Linked DNA regions of Mus musculus: regions 1 and 2 are each linked to region 3. A link is a contact called in public HiChIP or PLAC-seq and promoter capture Hi-C data. All regions are on one chromosome and are shown on one strand. The core of a region is the stretch at or near the end of the contact, and the rest is flanking DNA. Distances in the headings are between cores, read along the strand shown. Region 1 overlaps Slc1a2 (solute carrier family 1 (glial high affinity glutamate transporter), member 2). Region 2 has its middle 43 kb from the start of Pamr1. Region 3 holds the start of Ehf (ets homologous factor).

What was found. Promoter capture Hi-C pulls out the DNA fragments that hold promoters and counts their contacts. HiChIP or PLAC-seq counts read pairs in DNA pulled down with a chosen protein or histone mark.
Region 1: a promoter capture Hi-C map of the C10 cell line shows a contact between it and region 3, with 3 times the contacts expected there. The contact joins the enhancer-like site here to the promoter of Ehf in region 3. A contact is called at or near these places in 4 of 39 promoter capture datasets (the 3T3-L1 cell line, the C10 cell line and hematopoietic stem and progenitor cells), 1 of 484 Hi-C or Micro-C datasets (bone marrow-derived macrophages), 2 of 115 datasets of contacts at active chromatin or transcription factors (both in embryonic stem cells) and 3 of 9 other capture datasets (adipose tissue, liver and macrophages).
Region 2: a contact with region 3 is called in an HNF4G HiChIP or PLAC-seq map of pancreatic cancer cells. The contact joins the enhancer-like site here to the promoter of Ehf in region 3. A contact is called at or near these places in 2 of 39 promoter capture datasets (3T3-L1-derived adipocytes and hippocampal neurons), 1 of 115 datasets of contacts at active chromatin or transcription factors (pancreatic cancer cells) and 3 of 9 other capture datasets (adipose tissue, liver and macrophages).

Annotation. Positions count from the first base shown.
Region 1 is chr2:102,673,301-102,677,626 of GRCm38.p6, reverse strand. The region is part of intron 1 of Slc1a2 (solute carrier family 1 (glial high affinity glutamate transporter), member 2); the gene reads right to left. LOC115489466 (a long non-coding RNA gene) reads right to left here. Exons shown (of 2, transcript XR_003953884.1): 2 at 1-4,326. Among named protein-coding and RNA genes, the nearest start is that of Slc1a2, 17 kb to the right of the region's middle. Within about 2 kb of position 2,161, at least 16 of the 459 cell types and tissues checked have an H3K27ac peak or open chromatin away from gene starts, as enhancers often do.
Region 2 is chr2:102,505,175-102,509,718 of GRCm38.p6, reverse strand. No RefSeq gene overlaps it. Among named protein-coding and RNA genes, the nearest start is that of Pamr1, 43 kb to the left of the region's middle. Within about 2 kb of position 1,263, at least 27 of the 459 cell types and tissues checked have an H3K27ac peak or open chromatin away from gene starts, as enhancers often do. A contact at or near this core is called in hippocampal neurons and pancreatic cancer cells, where this site is marked.
Region 3 is chr2:103,301,855-103,306,312 of GRCm38.p6, reverse strand. Ehf (ets homologous factor) reads left to right here and starts at 3,117. Exons shown (of 9, transcript NM_007914.3): 1 at 3,117-3,258.

The DNA of each region.
Region 1 (4,326 bases), core at 912-3,411, 630 kb after region 3:
TTCCTACCGTGTGGAAAGGGCAGACCCACCCACATTCGCCTTTAGCGTGTCCTTATGTTTCCTCCCCTCCTTCTCCTACCCCTCATCCTGCCATCTGACCAGTTTAGTCTCCTTTTATCCCTAAGAAAGTCAACAGTCGCCCTTTAACAGACTCGGGCTTCCTACAGACACTTCCTAAATCACCTGGGAAAATGCAGCAAGTGCCTTCAGTTATTCAGCCCAACTTCTTGCTTTTGACCTATCCAAACTGACCTCTTTCCTCTGTTTATCCTGAAGATTTGTCTTTTCACGTCTTCACCTGACTATGTTATGTAGATGTCTCTACCCGAGACTGTGGTACAAAATCCGGGCAGCCATCACAGGAGACAGAGATTTGGAATACCGTGTGTAATAATTCTAACAAGTAAGGAGTAGAAAGCACAGCGGAGGGGGAAACTATCCTGGCAGCCGCAGGTGCAAACACACCACTCACACCATCAAAGACACCTGGGCCGGCTTTCTAATCTTATCGCCAATAGCTTTATGGAAAAGACCTAGCAAACATACGTGTGGGTGCAGACTACATGTTACCAAGTAACCTGGAAAGTCAGGAGGCTGGTGAAAGGCTCAAGCTAAGCACAGAAGGCTACAGGTAACCAGAGAGTTATGGTTCCAAGAACAATGACAGTTACCATTACTGGGAGATGTCCACCTCCCGGGCACTGGGCCTAGAGTCCTTCACATATACCTTCTATGCCAAACCCTGCTGAGTAGGTGGCATTGCTCCTACTTAAAACTAAAAATGACACCCAGCCTTAAAGAGGCTCATTAATTTTCCTGAAGTCTTAAGCTAATGAGTGAAGAGACAGGAAGTTTTTCTTGGGTTTAAGTAGGGATTCAAACTTCCTCATAACTGTGTGCAATGCTGGCTCCTAGGAGCTCTTTTATGCAAAGTATTTCATCTTCGACTACTCTAGCATACAGTTAAGCAGCAGGCGTTCTCGGGGTCTCTTCTCATCTTTTAGCTTGTTTACGGTCACCATGAGGGGGACTGCGTATAAGCTTGGTCCTGCAAGGCTCCCTGAAATGGAGCCATGAACTGTGGGATACAGAGCAAAATAACAAGTTGGGAGCCACTTGTTATTCAAAGGCCCAGCCAAACACTACAGCACATGCCGGTGAAGCTGGCTGGCTCTCCTTCTCTGGTCCTTTCTGTTTGTTCCCAAGTAATCTGAGATGCTCTTGATGGAGAAATCTGAAGTTCTTATGATAAAGACTCCTCTAACAAGCTTTCTCTCCGGAGGCTCTCGCTCATTTACCCATTCAACAAACACCCTGTGAGCCAGTAGCAAAAGGATCCCAAGCCTTCACTTAAAATGCCTCCAGTGAGACATTAAAACTACATCTGGGGGCAGAACAGTGACTTTCCTGCTTTCAGAATGTGAGCAAGTCACCCCCCTCACTGGTTTGCCTCCGTAGCTTAGCCACAGGCAGAGGGGAAAGCCCTTTAGAGGACATATGGACGCTGACTCCTAAGGGAGAGTATCCTTTAACTAAAACAGGGTTTCCATGCCTACTTTAATCTTGTTGCCAACTGGCTTGAAACACAAGTTAGCCCTCTGGGGTGCCTAGTTAGTCATTTTGAAAAGAATATCTGTTTTTGTGCCTTCATTCTTGAACTATTTATTCTGGGGCGCCTCCAAGCTTTCAAATGTTCTCTTTATTTCCTCAAGTACCTTTCCGTTCAGCCTTAGAGCCAACTCCAGATCTATCATACAATCGCCCCTTCGCCTTAAACCAGTTTGTCAATAACCCAGACAGAAACATTTTACACGTACCTGAATCTGGAATCAAGGCTCCTTCTTGCACTTGGCTGAGGAGAATCCAGGAGCACAACGTGAGAGAGAGGATCTAGGGCCAAAATGGGTAACAAGAACCAAGACTGCCAAATTCCTCCCAGCAAAAGGTAGTCCCCGAAGAACTCTGGATCTCTGGCTGATTTGACAACTCAGGGTAACTTGGAATGTTTGAAAATCAAAGTATCAGGCCTTTCCTTCTTTAAAATCCAGGGGTCAGCTGGTGCTGGACTGGGAAAGAGCCATTCACCCTCTGGCTCTTGCTTTAGAGTGGCAGGAAAATCCCATTGCCCGGCCTGTGGTCATCAGCCCCACAGCGCCCCCTGCTGGGAGAAATGGTTGGGCCTGTTTGTCAAACAATGGTGGATGGCCTGGACAGTGGTTTGGTGGATGGCCTGGACAGTGGTTTGACTAGAAATGCATGATGAGTCTCCCGAAGGAGGAAGATAGTACGTGGGTGCATGCCTGGTTCTCGGGACTTACAATGGCCTCTGTGTCAGAGGAAACTACAAAATGTAGAATTTATACTTTGATTTTATTTTCATTTCAGAACCTGCAGACTTGGATTTGAATCTGGCAGGCTTTTAGTATTCGTGCACCCTACTAGCCATGAGGGAAGCCGCAGCTAAGGACTTCCCTAGGAGGCTCAGATGCTGGCTGTTTGTCCTGCCGACGGTTCCTGGAATGGTTTTCACCCTCTTATCCCAAGAGAACGAAACAAATACCCCCAAACACAGCCAAGCACCAGGAAAGTAAAGAAGTCCATGTCAGAGGGGAAATGTGTGTGTGTGTGTGTGTGTGTGTGTGTGTGTGTGTGTGTGTAAAGCATTCTCCTTTGGATTAGCAGCAAACACACATACTTAAAGATGTCATTTCTCTACCTGCAGGAAGTCACAGTAAGGGGACTCCACTGGGAATGATTAAATGTTCTAAGAAGCTCTGTAGTAATCAAAAGCAACAATTTAGCCACAGAACCGGCAGCTTCTGGTAACTGTTCTTCTTCTAAATCAGTTTTATAAGCAGTTAAACTGTCAAGCCCCAGGTTTTATTCACTGATGCAATTTAAATACCAACTTTGACTCAGAGCCCTTCTTTGTATCTGAATGCCTAATTCATTCCAGCTTCTTGCTTCCCTTTGCAAAGAACAAGGAAAAAGAAAAGACACAGTTCTGAAGGGAGACAGACAGTCTCAGGAAAGGCGAGGGCTCAGTGATGTTCATCTGACCAGAATCCACTGTGTTCTGAAAGAAGTGCAGAGAGAGGAATTTGTAGTCTTTCCCAGGCAGTAGAGCAGGGACACAGGTGAACATGGCAAATCTATTTTTGGCTTCAGGAGATGAGCTGTTGCCCAAAGGGTGGCTTTGTAACCTACTTGAACCCTGCTAACTCTTAGCAATAAGAAGGCTGGTTATTGACTGCTGGGCAGGGATATATCATTGACCACCAGCACCATATGAAGATGATCACCTCCTAAGGAGCAAAAAGACACATTTTCCCAATCCTGGCCTTTTCACTGGCTTAAGCCTATTTCTTCTCCCCCACTCCACGCCCTTCTGAGTTTCTTTCCCAAAGTAGACAATTCAATTACACCAGCATTCCCTGGGATGGAGATAATAAGAGGAAGTGAAAATAAATTAAGCTAGTCCCGATCCTCGGAGAGATCTGAAAGACAGTAAGCAGGCAGACTAGAAAACACTTAGCACTATCTGATCTAATGATGTGCTGAGAGAGGCCTGAACAAAGCACATCAGAACAGCCCCCCAGGAAGAAGCCCATCGCAGTAGTCACCCTCTTAAGAATCTACCCCGGCTTCCCTCACACGGATAGGACCATCTATTCAGTTATGGGTGAATGTTAAGTGCACCGTGTTAATCCTAACAGAGGACTTTGCAAAAATCAACTAGTCCTCAAATATTCTTACCACCCGTGAGAGCCATAGAAAGAAGAGAATAAATAATCAAGATATTTGAAAGCTGTAATTGCTGCCACGAAGGAAGAAAATAAGAAGACTGGGGTAGAATTGAGAAAGGGAGACCAGAAAGCCCCTTCTAGGGAGTGGCATTGAAGCTGATCATCAGAGAATGCTCTAGAAGGCACTAACTAGCTGTCGATGGTAGGAGAACAATGGAAATAAATGGTCTTAGAAGGAAAATGGGTAAGCAAGATGCAGGCATGGCTTGGGAAAATCTGAAAGGTTGGAAGCTATGCAGTCTCCAAGAAAGCAACAGCTGCTGCCTGGGCTAAAGCCATACCTGTGGCAATGCAGAGAATGGGCAAGGCTTAAGGAACCATTTGGAGAGAGGGGCTTACCTGGTAAGCTGGCAGATCAGAGCTGAGAGGAGAGAAAAGTTCAGGGACAAAGCTTTATTTCTGACTTCAGTACTATGGCAGCACTGTTGGCTGAGATGGGGGTGGGGAGTGGGGGAGCGTGGAGCTTGAAAGGAAGTAGGGGTGAATCTACAGGGAAAAATATCAACAGTTCCACTGTGGT
Region 2 (4,544 bases), core at 14-2,513, 790 kb after region 3:
TCTTTGGCAAGTCACTTGTATCAGAGGGTGTTTTGCTGGGGCATACATGTGAAGGAGTGTTTTCCTGAAGTGGACACAGACAGATGAAAGGATGTTTGCTAAAGCAAACACAAGAAAGAACATGCGATAAAGGAGTCTTCGCTAACAACACACATGTATTGGTTCACCTTACATTGCCTAGCTGAGGTCTGTTTGCTGTGACTCCACAGAGAGAAACTCCCCAAAGAACTAGTAAGGCAGCTTCTTGCCGCTTTCTTACGCTCAGGCTGCTTGGCAGAGTGATGTCAACTGATACAGACGCATGTGAAGTTTTGCGAAGACAGACTCGCTTGCTGAGCCTAGACACATGGTGAGGTAAGACCTGGGAGGACACATGATGTTTGGAGGGAATATAATTAGGATTCAATGGACAGTGACAGAGGCTTGTATAGCTAGCTTTGCCACTCTTCTTGGTTCTGCATCTTGGCTGATCTACACAGAAAGGCACAGAAGAGAACTTCTCCTGATCGCCGACTCATGGTGATTAGGCTGAGGCTTGGCTGTTTCTGCTAGGTGCTGATGCATGTTTGCTATTCTGACACTACTGAACTAAACTGTTCATTCATGAAGTACTTGAGAGTGGATCAAGCTGCTGCTGCTGATTCCTGTGAACTGAACTGCTGATTTCCTGACAATGCAGATAGGATTTGCTCCAAAGAACAATTTCTAAACAGGTCCATTTCCCCCATATCCTAATAACCTTTCTTTTCCATTACCTCTGGTGGGTGATGGGCTAGAAGGGAGGTTAAAGCATTTAAGAACCCATATTAAAAATAGGATTGAAAAATCTAAGCCTACAAGAACACATACTCTACTCCATGGAATGAAATGGATGCCCAGCTCCAGAATTAAAAATAGATAAATAAATCAATTAAGATCTGTAAACTAAACTGTAATCTTGTCCTTTAAGGAGGTAAAATGTTAACACTACCAGGGCTTTCTATGCATAATCTATGCTTTGATGCCTACTTCTCCTTGGTCTGAAACCCAGTCTCGCTCTCTTTGTCCAGAGGACAGTTCCTCACCTAACTCTCTGAACTCTTTCCTGATCTAAATGAAGTAGAGCCTCACACGCCTGCTCCTGGCTCTGAGACAGAACCACTCTTTGCATCTTGACCCAGTACAGTTCCTACACTCTTCCCTTCATTGGGAGTGGTTTACATACACTGAAGTTAGGGGGAAAGCACACATGAGTCAGGGCCCAGGACCTGCTTTCTAACTGGCCTGAGCAGGATGGAACAAGGAGTGTCCACCTTGCCTGCAGATGGTAGAAAGAGAAGGGAGAAGCCATCACAGCACCAGCCAAACCACATTCCCCCACCCCAGTTTACCAGCTAATAAATCTGACGTGGTGATCCTTGCCTGCTGCCTCAGTATTTCCCATCTGGTCCCTCTATTACCATGCACACTCCCTGAGAGCAGGGATCTTTGTTTAGTTCACCCCTGCAGCACACATGTCTGGATCAGAACTTGGCACATAGAACATTCTCTGTAATTATAAGTTTATTAAGTTAACAAACCCACAGGGGCAAAGACAGGATTAACACTTCAGAAAACTCTCCATCATCCCCTGCAGACAATTGTGCCTCTTCCCTCTTTACACTCTCTTCGCACCCCATCATAGCACTTAACACTCCTAGTTGCCTGATGAAATCTAGTGCTCCTGGTTGACTTCTCAAAGACCAGGCATTCTGTCTGTCCTATTCTTGTTCCCCCAAATGCCAAGCAGCATGGGGATTCAGCGCTAGAAAGTGCTTCAAAAGGACGGCTGTGAATGAGAACGAAAAGGAATGTAATAACATCACGTGCCAACAATCTTCTTTTATTGCTCATGCTAGAGATTCTTTTGTTTTCAAGTTGGAGCACAGGGCAAATGAATCACCCTCAAGCTTTTTTCCAGAACTCTGAAGAAAAAGAATGGAAAAACAAGATAAGCCAAGAGGCAAAGCCCACTGGGCAGATGCTGACAGAGACTCTTGGTTCTTCAGCATCTGTTCTTGAACTCAAAGAAGATATGTGACTCAAGAGGAATGGTTTGCTAAAAATTACCAAGAGGGAGGGCTCAGAAGAGAAAGAAAGCATGAAGAAAAACACTATTGATACTTTAAAGAGTTATAGGAGGACAGCTACATGCGGCTTTGGTAAACACCTACCGACATCCTAATTCCACCCCTCATCCTATTGTGTTTGGTAGATATCACTAATCAATCAGTGTCCTTTAAGATTCAAAGACCTTGATAGGTCCTGGTGGCACATGCCTTTACTCCCAGCAAGTTTCAGGACAGCCAGCGCTGCACAGAGAAACCCTGTCTAGGGGAAAGAAAGATTCAAAGATCTTTCCAGAAGCATAGGAAAGCTATGCTCTTCCTAGTCTGGATCCAGTATTCTTAAACATCAGACTTCTCTGAGAAGCTCCTTACAGCTTCAAGTGACTGCTGTAGGTCCCAGGAAGTCTCTTTAGAGCACAGTGAATGCCTGAAACTCTCCATGTGAGGAGTTTGGGGTGGGGGGTCTTTATCCTCTTAGCTTCAGTACTTAGAAGCCTGTAAATTACTTGGGGATATAGCTTAGTAGGTGCTGTGCTACCTGGCATGTATAGAGCCCTGGGTTTACTCTCCAGTATGAGGAATACAAGATAACAGAATGCATAAATTAAGCTAATGACACCAGGTTAGCAAGAGAAACGGCACGCTTAATTATGGTTACTGAAGTTCACAATGAAATGCAACTCAAGGAGGTGGTGATTGGAATTTGACATCTGCCATTTTAACCAGAGATCTGAGAGAAAGGACTCTTGATGGAAAAGCACAAGACTTGGGTGGAGATGACAGATGAGCACATAGAAGAACAGATGGGAGACACAGTAGATCTTTGACAATGTCTATCAAGTGTTTGGGTGTGGCTCTGACCTTTCATCACCAGTGACAGGAGTTGGCACTCCCAGTTTGCTCCCAATTTGACCTATGGCAGCCAAATTCTATGGTAAGGCTCTGCTCCTAGGCAGAGGAAAGCTTTCAAGAATTAAATGTCTTCAGCTCTGAAGAGCTTTTATTTTACAGTGTGTATTCTGTAATCCTTCAAATATTTTGTTTCTGGCATTGCATCTCAGGCAGGTGTACAGGGATGATAAAAAGCAGAACAAATTTCCATTTGTTTTATTATTGTTTTTAAGTGCTCTGTAGACAACACACTCCCTCACTGCTGGAAATAAAGAAAAAGGAGTGGATGCCATTGTGCAAGGAAGAAGGGAACCTTGGTTACCCACGCCCAGCTTCACGCACTCATGCAGAGCATGCAATGCCAGAATTAGAAGGACTACAAGGAGCACAGATAATAATGAAAGGTCACTTTAAAAAGCTTCTACTACTGTAGAGACTGCCTAAAATATATACGTATATGAAAGGAATCTAAATGGAGTCACCAAATAACAGGGACGACAACTCAACTAGACACCTATGCCACCAAGTAAAACCTGGAGTGCCAAAAACCCAGTAAAACCTGGAGTGCCAGAAACCCGCTACAGCTTTCATCACTGACCAAAGGGGCCCCATGGAAATCTCCAAGCATCACAGGCTATTGCCAAAGCTATTTATTACTCTCCACTACCTGACAGTAAGGCCCTATTGCTGAAGACAAAACATACTTATGTCATGGAACACTGGAAAGTTGAGATGAGGCCTGCATAGAATCTTCACTCCTACTGACCAGCATTTGTGGTAATCATCAATATCACACAGCTATAAACCCTGTGACCTGTATCAGAGGCCTGTCTGTAAAACATACTGGTATAATTGTAGCATGAAAGTTATGGAAATGACCAATCATATTTTTATCAGAGTAAAGCCCACTCTGTGAGGTGGAACCCATACATGACACTGTTAAAGTAGCCAAGAACCTAAGATGAGATAGGTCATGGGTCTAAGGGAAAACCTAATACTATTATTCTGCTAAAGGAACAAAGCAATAAAATAACTCATAATGACATAGTGCTATACCAATTGGTCAGTGTCTCTCTCCATCCATATCAAAGATGCTTGCTTCTTGTTGTAGTAGATGTGAATTAACACAAAGACCCACAACTGGGCATAGAATAAGAGACTTGAGAATAGTCAGTCCTAAATAAAATGCTTTTCTCTAACCCCTGCCCTCAAGGCTCAGGAAGCTATTGGAAGGAGGCAGAAAGACTGTAAGGGTCAGGGGTGATGAATGGCTCCAAGGAAAGAATGACTTCTAGACGTATCAGGATTCGTGCACACATAAACTCACAGAGCCTGCGGTGCATGCACAAAGTCTGCACAGGTTCAAGTCAGACTGGGTACCAGCAATGAGAGGAGGAAGTAGACACAAGGCCCCACCCCTAACCAAGAAGTTGTCTGCAATTAATACCCACTGGCAAAGGAAAAATCAAATTTCTCCAATGGACTCTCACTGGGTATATAAACCACACTTTAGGGCTGGCCATATGCCCAGGAGTAGTTGTATTTTTGTGGTCTTGCTCTATCTTT
Region 3 (4,458 bases), core at 1,868-4,367:
AGTGAGCATCTGCCTTTGTGCAAAACAAGGACATCACTGCCTTTGGCCTTGCAATGACATCGGGGCCTTGTCTGAGCCTTGGACCCCTTAAGGCTTGCTGATCTCAGACTCTCGGTTTAACAGTTAGGTCCCTCTGTTTCTTACTGTGTGTGTGTGTGTGTGTGTGTGTGTGGTGTTTGTTATGCCTGTGTGTATGCACTTGAGTGCTTGTGCACATAGAGGCCAGAGGTTGACATTTTCTTCAGTGGCTCCCCACCTTAGGTTCTGAGACAGGAACTGTCAGTGACTCAGCAGGACTAGCTGACCAGCAAGCCACAGGGAACCTTTTGTCATCCCTAGTGCTAGGATTGCAGGTGCATGCTACCGTGCCTGGCATTTTACCTGGGCACAGTGGATCCAAACGAAAGTCCTCATGTTTGTACAGTAGGCACTTTACTGAGACATCTTGCCTCAGGACTTGACTCAGAGGCTTTGTACAAGTCCGATGCCTGGCAGATTTCTATTCAGAGTATTTGTGTTTCTAGAGACCTTAGTATAGTTCCTGGTTCTATTTCCTTCTTATCTGTCTTCCAGAGAACCTTAGAAACATAGAGTGAATGATAGAAATCTGTGGTGATAATGACACTCTGCCCAATTCTTCTTCATCTACCTACCTACCTGCCTACCTAGCTAGCTAGCTACCTACCTACCAGCACTGTCTTTTTGAAATTGACTATCAGGTAAATGACTTCATCTGGAGGAGTTTCTCCATGAATGAATGCCTAGGAATCGATCTCTCTCTCTCTCTCTCTCTCTCTCTCTCTCTCTCTCTCAATCTCTCAATCTCTCTCTCTCTGCCCCCCCCCCCAAGATGGAAAGTACTGTTTTAGCTATTGTTTTTCTTTTAGAAAGGTAAGTTTAGTCCCAAGTAAAGAAAACAATCAATATTTAATACAGACCCACTAATTATAAGACACTTGGTTAGGTAATATATATTAATATATGTATACATATATATTCATATGTATATTAATATATACAGCTGTGGAGGTACGTGTGTGTATGTATATATATATATACACACACACATATATATATATATATATATATATATATATATATATATATATACACATCCACAGTGGCTGTGGCTATAAGTTGACATCCCACCTCCACCAATGCCCCAGATTGTCCCTTCTCAGGAGTGTCCATCTAGCTTATTAGAATTAGTGTAAAAGGAATGGAAGCAGAAAGAGTCTTGCCTCTTCTTGATATTAAAAGGCCCATAACTAAGAGTGGCTGGGCCTGGGCTACGGAGCCACAAATTTTAGGTATTTGTATTTGATGTTCGTACTTCAGGACTATACACACCATACCCCTTACCAGACTCTGCTGTTTCAGGTGAAGGTCACGCAAAAGTGTGGAGAAGGCTAAGGTTGCTTCCCTAGAGCCCCCCCCCCCGCCCCCCCCCCCCCCCCCGCAGCAAACACCCTATGGTGGGTGGAGTTAGGGTAGCTTGATTCATCTCTCCAGCAAAACTCCAGCTGGCTGTTCCCTGGGGCCTCTCAGATCTGGAGCTGATAGACTAATTGGGGCTAATATGATAATGGGCAGTGATGACATTTACTGTTTTTATAAGGCCCAGGGCATACATTTGCATGTCAACAGAGCCTTTGGCAGCTAGATAAGGTTGAACTGCAGGGGAGGTGGGTTTATTTGCTGGAGGTTAAAGAGCAGCTTCAGAGAGTCACCCTAAACCCTAAACATTAAGGATGCCAATACCTCCTTTAAAGACCCCTCCAAACCCACCCTTGCCTCACCTCTGTCTTTTGAACCTGGAACTTCTCTGAATTCATGGTGCTTAAACCAAGCAACAAGTACAAGAGAGCATTGAAGCTGGCTGGCTCCTGCCCCAGTCAGCAGCACAACAACCATTTGGGTTTTGTTTTTTCCATGAACTTTTGCATACACACACACACACACACACACACACACACACTTTTTTTTTTTTTTTTTTTTTTTTTTTTTGCCACAGAAGGAACTGAGTTGTGATCACAAAATCTTTTTGCCAAACTCCTTCCTGTCTTCCGACAAAGGGAGAAGAGCCTCGCCGAGTTCAACAAACCTGCCAGGGGATGCTTTGCTCATAGAAGGCTGGTGTCCAGGAAGACCCAGAAGGGAAAGTTAATGGTTAGGGGATTGTATTTTTCCTGGCCAGGGTAGTCGCTCACCTGTGCAGGTGGAGAAACATGTGGGACCCAGTGAAGCAAGAATCGGAAACTCCCTGTGCACCCTTAGCTCAGGGGGTGGGGATCTGTGAAATCCGTAGGTCCCCTCAGCAGTTCACATCTTGCTCAGACTGGCATTTGGTTTTCTCTTTTCTGGATCCTACAGGGAGGGCTGATAAGCAGTACGATGCATCGTGTAAGAGTCAAGGGGAAGGGAAGACAAGCTGGTCCTCCAGCCCTTGTCTGGCTGAGGATTGTTGCCCAAAGACATTTCACAGTGGCCCCTCCCTTCCAGGGCTGTCCGATCCTCTGAGGTGCTTACCTGGGACTGGGGAAAAGCCTCTGAAATTGTCAAGAGTCACTACAAAGAGTTGGTCATGATGCCCAGAGACAGACAGAATGGACTAGAAACTAGAAGCTCCTTCCACGCCGGGTACCTGCACAGCCAGGGCAAAGATCTTGATGACATAGCAGAGGACTAAATACGGGTTAGAAAATGAGCCGGATGTTTAAGAGCACCTCAGGCCCTCTTCCTTCATTTGCTTGACAGGGACTTGGACTTGGCTTTTCTATTCCCCCTTCCTCAGAGCATCTTTTGGGGAGCGAGATACTTTTCACCTGAAACTGCCTCTAAGCTGAAAAGTACAGTCACGACCAAATCAATTCCTCATCCATTAACAGGTCGCCTCTGTTCTTGAGACACAGGCATAACCTGGTTAGACCTGTTTTGTTTGAACACTAACGTCTGAGTTGGCCAAATGCAAATGAGCCAATGTTTGTAATCCTTTATTTTATTTTTTTAAAGGGCCGGGCAGCCAATCAGAGGAGGGGGAAGTGACTTAGGGAATTCCCGGTTGGTGGCTTATTGCTTAACATCCTACAAAATGATTTTAAATTATTGTCATATGCATTTATCTTCACTCTGATGAGAGCTCAGACGTGATAAGGCCGTGGCTCCCCATCTCGGTAGGAGCTGGTGTGATAGCTTCCTGCCTTCTTCTTCATCACCAGAGCCATAGGACTTCCCACCCAGAATCTTTAGGTAAATGAGGTAAGTCCTCGCTTTTAAACTTCTTTTGAACCTGAGATTCAAACACCTGCTCGGTGGAAAGACAAGCTGTCTTGAAGCAGACAGGTGAAAATAAACCAGAGGCAGCTGGCAGGAAGTAGAGCTTGTGTTCCCCTGGCTCCCCCACTGGGTCTTGTTAGAGTTTATCTGGGTGAGAGCAGCTGGGTTACTCCTGTGTGAGTGTTATCTGTGAATTCCCTACATTGTCTGGACTGCCAATCAGTGAGAGTCTAAAAGCCCCCGGTTTCTCTCTGCCCATGTGGTATGTATGCCAGAGCTATATCCCTGGGTTAGATTTCTCTGGGACAAAAAAAAGCAAACGGAGACAGGTGACTCTGATGTCGCTCAGTGACGAGCTGGCTGGCTAAGGGATGGTAGTGCTCAGGGTGAGCTTATGGTCTCACAGTCTAGAGGTGTCTTGACTGATATTTCTTCTGACTCAGGAGCTATAGGGAAAAGCCAATTCATCTTTAGTGTATTCCAGTTTGAGGAAATAGGTGTAGATAGGTAAAAGAATCTATATTCACAAAGGCGGCAGGAGTCAGGTGGTCAAGGTTAGGCAGGTGGTACCCTTAAAAATGATCCTAGGCAAAAAGAAAACTCAACTTAGGTAGATGATTTTTACCGTATCACAAGAGGACAGACCAACCCTTTGTTTTTCCACAATGGAATACTATGACCAGACAGGCAGACATGACTCACCAGCAACAAATGTCCTGGATGCAGGGACTCTTTTGATTTTGTTTGTACACTATGAACAAGTGTTGGTCTCAGTGTGGATAGAGCCGAGATCAGTGGGGGGATGAATCTTGTTGGTTCATGAGAGCAACGAAGTGGCAAGACCACGTTAATTTTCTTGTCTTCCTTGGGACTCTGAAATCTGCTTTGCGCGATGATACATGTTCTGGATGAAGCATAAAATTCTCAGAGTCCTCAGGTGTCTCCATTGTTTTTCCACATTGATCTCAGGGAGAATGGGGGAGTTCAGAGTCTGAGATTTCTGATGGAAACGCCAGTTGGTTCTGTGGACACTGGTGTGAGGATTTATCAAGGCAATATCTTTCAATGGATAAGGAGAAGTTAGGGATCCGGAATGGCTGGGCGCTACTTTCCTTGAGGTCCAGGGAAGAGTCAATTTCTACAGAAGAGATAAAGTTTCTTATTTCTCTTTACAGAAGAGAT